2 separate regions of the Mus musculus genome follow, and region 2 is linked to region 1. The links are chromatin contacts, called in public HiCAR-type maps. All regions are on one chromosome and are shown on one strand. Each heading gives the region's core, a stretch centred on a gene start, on an enhancer-like site or on the middle of the called end of the contact. The rest is flanking DNA. Distances are from core to core; before and after follow the strand shown. Region 1 overlaps Parvb (parvin, beta). Region 2 holds the start of Rtl6 (retrotransposon Gag like 6).

Evidence for each region. HiCAR-type assays count read pairs that join an accessible place to other places.
Region 2: a contact with region 1 is called in a HiCAR-type map of astrocytes, with 4 times the contacts expected there. The contact joins the promoter of Rtl6 here to the enhancer-like site in region 1. A contact is called at or near these places in 6 of 39 promoter capture datasets (cranial neural crest, embryonic stem cells, neural stem cells and 3 more), 1 of 15 datasets of contacts at CTCF or cohesin (large pre-B cells), 1 of 484 Hi-C or Micro-C datasets (regulatory T cells), 13 of 115 datasets of contacts at active chromatin or transcription factors (the 230-238 cell line, astrocytes, cardiomyocytes and 8 more) and 3 of 9 other capture datasets (adipose tissue, embryonic stem cells and liver).

Annotation. Positions count from the first base shown.
Region 1 is chr15:84,297,804-84,301,388 of GRCm38.p6, forward strand. It overlaps Parvb (parvin, beta), which reads left to right. Exons shown (of 13, transcript NM_133167.3): 8 at 163-182. Among named protein-coding and RNA genes, the nearest start is that of Gm22890, 24 kb to the right of the region's middle. Within about 2 kb of position 1,373, at least 87 of the 459 cell types and tissues checked have an H3K27ac peak or open chromatin away from gene starts, as enhancers often do. A contact at or near this core is called in the 230-238 cell line and neural stem cells, where this site is marked.
Region 2 is chr15:84,556,006-84,559,325 of GRCm38.p6, forward strand. Rtl6 (retrotransposon Gag like 6) reads right to left here and starts at 1,818. Exons shown (of 1, transcript NM_177630.4): 1 at 1-1,818. The coding sequence starts at 1,188. The coding sequence ends at 457.

The DNA.
Region 1 (3,585 bases), core at 123-2,622:
AGTCGCCTGCACGTGTCCCTCACTTTTGTTAGGCTAGAGCAGGGTGTGTGTATGTGTATCCATTCCTATTGGGGGGTGGGGGGAAGGGGGCTGAGTGCTAGGGTCTGGTTGGCTCTGAGACTTGGTCTAAGTGTCCATCTGACCCTTTCTTCTTGTTCACAGGATCATGATGGGCCGGTTTGGTAAGTACCCTGGTTTGGGGTGGGACAAGGTGAGATCCCTGGGTATGCACCATCCAACACAGAAAGCTCTGCGGTTCTCAAGGTCATGCGTGTGATCTTGTGAACTTGGGCAGGAGGAGTGAGCTTGTAGGGACAGAGGGGCCAGCCTGGAGAACATCTCTAGCTTACCTGCAGGGGAGGGAGTGGGAGGGGAGAAAAGAAGGTAATTACTCTCTCACCTGACCCTGTCCCCTGGGCAAGAGAGGACAGACAAAGAGATCAAAAACCTACAGCTTTGTTTAAATTCTCAGAGGTGATTCTGGCTCCCTGCGCGGGCTGGGAGGGAGGCTGATGTGGGCAGAAGTTTAAAACAGAAGGAAGTGGAGAAGGCTGAGGAAAAATGGAAGCCAGATAGAAGCTCCCAGCTCATTTCCAGATACATGTCTGACCCTGGGGAATCCTTGGGGGCGGGGCCAGTGCCACCTCCAAAACCCAATGCCCTTCTCTGACCTGGAGGTTGTAAAGAAGGGCTGAAGGATGAGCATGCAGCATGCTGAAGGATGAGCATGCAGCATGCTGAAGGATGAGCATGCAGCATGCAGCACGCAGCAGTTCTGACAGTCAGGAAGGTCTTGAGTTTGAGAGAAAGCTGTGGCCATGTAGCCCCTGAGCCCTTCTGATGGACAGGTGTTATGCTTGCTGGGAAAGTTCCCAGGGGAAGTGGGGTGGCAAGCATGGGTCATGTGGGACCCCTGCTTGGGGTCCAGGTGCAGGCTAGTTTAGAGATATGTATAGTTTAGAGGCTCTGAACCCCTGGGGATCGCAGAGGCGGGAGGATGACGAATGGGGACCTGAGAGTGTGGCGTGGTAACTTATGAGTTTGGGTTGGCTCTGTTTCAGGTTCAGAGGATTTGAAAAGAGTTGGCTTGGCTGGGGGCGTGGGGAGAGGGAGGCAATCCTGGGCTCGGTTGGTATCTTGGGAGCCCTGACAGCTGGGAAGGACACCTGGTCAGGTACACAGGGTGTGTCTCCCAAGGGGAGAGCCAGGTGCACCAGAACTCAGTCACGGTGCTGGGGACATCTGAGGCCACAAGAAACCTCCTCTGAGGCTGTACTCACTTCACTTCTTGCAGGCTCTGGCGTAAGATGAAACAGGCTATTAGCTAGTGACAGGCAATTAGTTCCGCCCCCGCCTCGCACTTCTGCTGACGCAAGGAGGTCTCCTGGTTACGCGGCTGACAGCCTTGGTTTTGGTGCAGTGAGCCCCTGGGCTCCCAGGCATCCTCTTGGGGGAGCAGCAGATGGCTATCCCAGGATTTCTGGTCACTTCTGACCTCACTGCCCCGCCAGGGTCTGGTCACACTGGTTCCCACCCAGCATCTACTTTCTGGCTTCAGCACAAGCTTTGCTGAGGAAGGTCAAAGCATCCCTTGTCACGTCTGTTTCCTGTCCACAGTCCAGGATGCTCCAGACATCACATCCCCTGTGGCCTTGATCTCTCACCTCCTGAGTGTCCAGGTCTAACCCTGCCCCCCCTCCACCCCCACTTCCACTACTCTCGGCCTAAGACACCCTCCTGCTAAATTACCCAGGGTTCCCTCCTGCATTGGCTCAACTGTCACTCACCAGGGATCCCCAGTCACAAACCAGCATGCACCCGCCCTACTACCCTCTGGTTGTCTTCGTTATGTCTAGAACCATCTGACAAACCTGGAGCCAGCCCTGCTCCCAGGAGCCTCAGGGTTTGTGTGTGTGCTCCCCTTGACCCGGAACACTGGTGCAAGTGCTATGCTTGTAGGCACACCCATGCCTTTTCCTTTGTTCAGGGATCTCCAAGTATCCTGGAGGCAGCCGCTCACCCCAAGCCTGTATGATCTCAGCAGCCCTCCCTGCACCACTGTCAGGCGTGAGGAGGTTCCAAGACCTGAGCAGGCTGAGTCTCCTAGGCTGAGTCTTGCTTGAACCCGTTCCCTCAGCCTCCTTGGCCTTCGAGTGCTGTGCAAAGGTGGAGCGTCTCCTCTCTGGTCACTCTTCCCTAAGGCCAGCAGGTTGAGGGGTGGGTACCCAGCCTCTTCCCACCAGCGTCTTGTCCTGCCTGAAGTATAAGCTGGTTTTTCTCTCCCTGGAAACCAGTCTCCTGGGAGCTGGGAGGTTAGAGCCTGATCTCCATAGCAACGCCTTTGCCAGTTGCCTTTTCTCTAGCTAGTGGCCCTTCCTCCCTGGTTCCCCCTCCCCACCCCCGACTCAGGAGCCCTTTCTGGTGCTGACAGGATTGGGTGGGCAAGGGTGGAGTCCCCCTCCTAGTTCCAGGCTCAGTTTGCTGAGACCCAATCTCTCCCATTTGCCTTCCCAGCAGAGCCTGTGTTAAATTAAAACTCTGACCTGACGTTCACACCCCTGGTCATTGTGCACGAAGGCCACTGCACTAAAGGACTCAGCTCCTGTCAGCCTCCCTCCCAGACCACCCTGCTCTTGAATCCACTCTGGCTCCCTGTGTTTCTCTTTGCATGTTCTCTGGCTGCAATGCCCTTCCTCTTCTCATCTCTCCAGCCAGCCTGGCTCAGACGGCAAGCCTCTTTCTTCCAACCTCTTGTCCATGGCTGCGAACTTGGGTGCTGCCAGAGACCAGCCGGACAGAGTTGCTCAAACCCCAGAAGCTGAAGGTTATAGGAGGAGAACTGTGGAAAATAGGAGCCCCCCCCCATCCTTGTCCTGGGGGTGGCACCTTGATGCCAGGTGCCCTGTAGCTCACTGTGGCCCCAGCCTCTGCTTTCAAGAGTTGGAAATGTAGATTAGGGAAAACCTTCCTATTCTAAATGAGGCTGAGTTAGGCTCCAGGTACAGACCTGGGACCCTCCTGTCTGTGCCTTTCCAAACTAGTGACTTCTCCAGTACAGGAGGGAAATTGATGGGGTCCCCAGACATGGGAATTGGGCTTGTCCCTGTGTCCCCACCCTGATTCTTGATGCTCACAGAGGCGGTGGGGAACAGATGTGGTTCCATTTAGCTAGGGAAGGGACCTAAAGTCTGTGGGCTTTCTAGTCACACAGTGAGGATTTGAACCCAGCTCTGCCCTGTCCCCACCATCCCTGGTCCTTCCTCTTGGCTATGGAGCCACATTTTGTGTCCTCTAGGCCCCAGGTAAGCAGCCAGCGTGGGAGGCGCCCAACAGCCTCCCACGCGGCACTCTGCCAGCCCAGCAGTGGCCCAGCTAAATAAACCGGTGACGTCAAGAGCCTGAGCTCTTGGGGCTTTGCCTAAGCCGCTTTGCAGGGCTGCACTTCTTCTGAGAGGAGTAAAGCTCCTTTTGCCCCTTTACAGATTGTTTTCTGGGGGATAATCTGACTTAGCTGATTATGGAAGTGAGTGACATCTGGTGCTAACTGAGGGTGGCTTTTTGTCCCCACCAGTCCTTAGAGGGAGG
Region 2 (3,320 bases), core at 568-3,067, 260 kb after region 1:
TCCTCCTGTGAGGCTCTGCTCCTTGGGACTGGAACATGTGTCCACATGAGACCCGAAGCAGTTGGCCACTCCTCGCCAGTTCTTCAGCCTGGGGCAGCAAGAGCTGTAGGGAGTGTTCCAGGAGCTGAGTATCCGTGAGCTGAGCTCGCAGAGGTGGTCAGCCTAAATGGTTCCTGGGCAGGCACATGCCCAAGGGGCTGTGTTGTGATTGCTGGAGAAGCTGGGATTGCAAGCAACAGAAAGGGGGAGCATGCACTGAGTCGCGGGTAACGCTAACAAAACAAATACACGCCGCACAGCGGGGTGGGTGACCAATGCCGATGACAGGATGGTCTCCCGTAGACCAGAGAGGCGTGAAGGGTGCCTCAAACAGGGCAAAGCTACTGAATTGACAACTCTCAACAACGGAGTCTAGCTACCTGGGTGGACACAGACTACCAGGGTGGTGGCAAGTCCTTAAAGGTTCCGGCCACGAGAGGGCAAGGCTGGTGCGGGATTGGTCCCGTTGGAGGCTGGATGCACCGGGCAGGATCCTGTGCCAGCTGCGGCCAGTTGGCGACACAACATCTGGCGCTCCCGCTCTCGCTCCCGCACAGCCCTATTGGACGCGGATGTCTTCCGGATTTGTGCTCGCCTTGAGTGCCTCAGCGGGGACTTGTAGGTTCTGCGGAGCTCAGCCAGAAACCCCTGGTAATTGTTTCGCAAAGGGCTGTCTGGTTGCATGTGGGGGATGGCCCACTTCTCCGCCTCCCCAGTCAGACGGGATACCAGGAAGGCCACTCTCTCGGCTTCACCGGGGAAGCGGGAGGCTTGAAAAATCATGAACCTGTCCATCTGCATCAGGAACCCTGCCAACTGTCCAGGGTCTCCTGAGAAGGGTTCAGGCAGTGAGGTGGGTGGCGTGGTCATGGGTCGGGTCCCATTGGAGGTGATGGCAGAGATAGGTGGAGTAATCTGTAGAGCGCCAGGGATGCGCGCTCGGGTGCGCAGCAGAGTTAGTTCGGCCATCACACTCTCCAGCATGTTGGTGAGGTTGGCCTTCTCCGCCCTCAGTGTGGAGGCCTCGCGCCTCAGCGCGGAGTTGGTGAGGCGCAGAGAGGTCAGGGTGTCAACTACGTCATCCATCTGAGCGCTGGCACCAGGGGCAGAGGCTGGGCTTTCAGTTTTGGAGGTCCGAGGTTGGACCATGCTGGCGGCCAAAGTTAAGCCACAGGTACCTGGAGAACCAGAGCGCAAGGCCTTGGATGCTGAAGCAAGCCTGAGGACGCTGGTCCTGTCCTGGATGCAGTTCCTTTCTGCAAGCTTCGCAGGATCAAAGTGTGGGTCGCTGGCTGGACCTGCCCAGGCCCTGAAGGATGCTCGAGCTGGATAGCCCTTGTAGAATGCATAGGCTGGATCTGCCCAGGCCTTACGAGATGCGCGGACCTGCCAGACTTTGCAGGATGCACCTGCCGGAGCTCGGGCTGCGGATGCAGGCACTGACCACCGGTGCCATGCGACCACCCGCGCGTGAACAAAGGCGTCGGCACCTGGGCTGGCCCAGGCTGGGCGGCGTATGTACCTGTCGCTCCGCTGCTCCCTCCGCTGCCAAGATGGCCCGAGGGTCGAGGCCGCGCCCGGCCTGTACGTCACGGAGGCCGCCGGAACTGCTTTCCGGGCAGCGGCGGCGGGGGTGGCAATTCCTGCGGGGCTGGCTTGACCTGGTCCCGGCGCTGCGCTGCGCGGTCACCGCGCGGTCTTTGTGCAGGCGCGGCCAGCTAGACGGCCGCTGGGAACCTGGCAACTGGGCCAGGGCCTGCTGGTTGCCATAGAGACCGCTCGCTCTCGGAGCAGCGGCCGGGACCTTGCCTTCCGGAAGTGACGCACCTGCGCCTTTCTCAACAGCCTATTAGCGAGGAGCTTGGCTTCTGCCAGCTGAAATCTTGGAAAGATTAGCTTGGAAATTAGATAGTCTTGGAAAGATTATCTTCTTTACGATTCCTACCCAGGCCGCTCGCGGAGCCTCTCAGAGACAGTATCTTTTTTTTTTTTTTAAGTGAGATTGATTTTTCTTCCTGTGATTTGAACACCATTCGCATGAACTGTATGATCATGGTAGCAGATCTTGACAAGAAAACTATTTTTTTTTTTTTTTGAGGCAGTCTCCTGTAAACCAGACTGGTCTGGAAAACTCAGAAAGTAGCCAGAAATGACCTTGAACCTCTCCTGCCTCTACATTCCCCGTGGTGGATTGTGGGAATTCAATACTGGCTCTGAACCCACAATGTAGCCAAGGATGACTACGACCCTCTCATCCTTCGGTTGCCACCCCGGGTGTGCTGGGGTTACTTGCTCTGAGTGCCATAGCCCTCCGTGCACAATGTTGAAGGTTAAACCCAGGGCCTCATGCTTGCAAGCATGCCACCACTGAGCTGAATCCCCATCCTTGGAAACGTCTTTCAAAAACAAAGCAGAAACATTACAGTTCCCCTCAGTGTTCTACACGCGCGCGCGCGCGCGCGCGCGCACACACACACACACACACACACACCATCTTGTTCAATAGTCCACCATTTTCCCATTAGTATCCTAATAGGAAACATTGACTTTTGTGCCTTGTAGATGGTCATGTCTCCCTAGTCACATTGAATTTTGAGATTTTCCTAGGGGAGGTAATACAGAAGCATGTCTTTCTATTATTGCCTAGGGCTTCACCGAAAGCCTGTGCTACCTTTTACTCCTGCCTGCCCTCTTGATAGATGGCCAACTTACCTTACACGCTGAATTTTGTGAGCATAGTTTATGTGAGTCTTAGCCCCTTCCTCTGACAGTTGTTCCTCATGGTCAGTTCCATACTGGGATAAACTGGGAGAGACAATACCATCTGTGAAGCCCTCCTATGATGCAGTCTAGCGAGAGTGACTGCAGGTGGGAGACAGACCTGGGGTGGAGATGTGTTCATTCGGTCTATAGATTTTGGTCTTGGAGTGAGGGATTGTGGCTGAGGGTATCCACACTATGAGAGTGTTATAGAATCTAATGCTGTGCTCGTGAGGGGTGGCCCCTGGAAAAAAAATCACACCACACTACAGACCTGGTGTAAGGAGGTTTATCTGGGGGAACAGAGGGGAGTGAGGACATGGAGAAAGGTTAGAAGGAGAAAGACAGGAGTAGAGCCATGGGGGCAGAGAAGGGGGGCAGAGGAGGACAGAAAGGAGAGATAAGCCAGCCAGGAACACATGGGAGTAGAGAGAAATGGAGAAGGGAAGGGAGGGAGAAGGGGAGAGGGAGGGAGAGGAGAGAGAGAGAGAGAGAGAGAGAGAGAGAGAGAGAACTGGGGT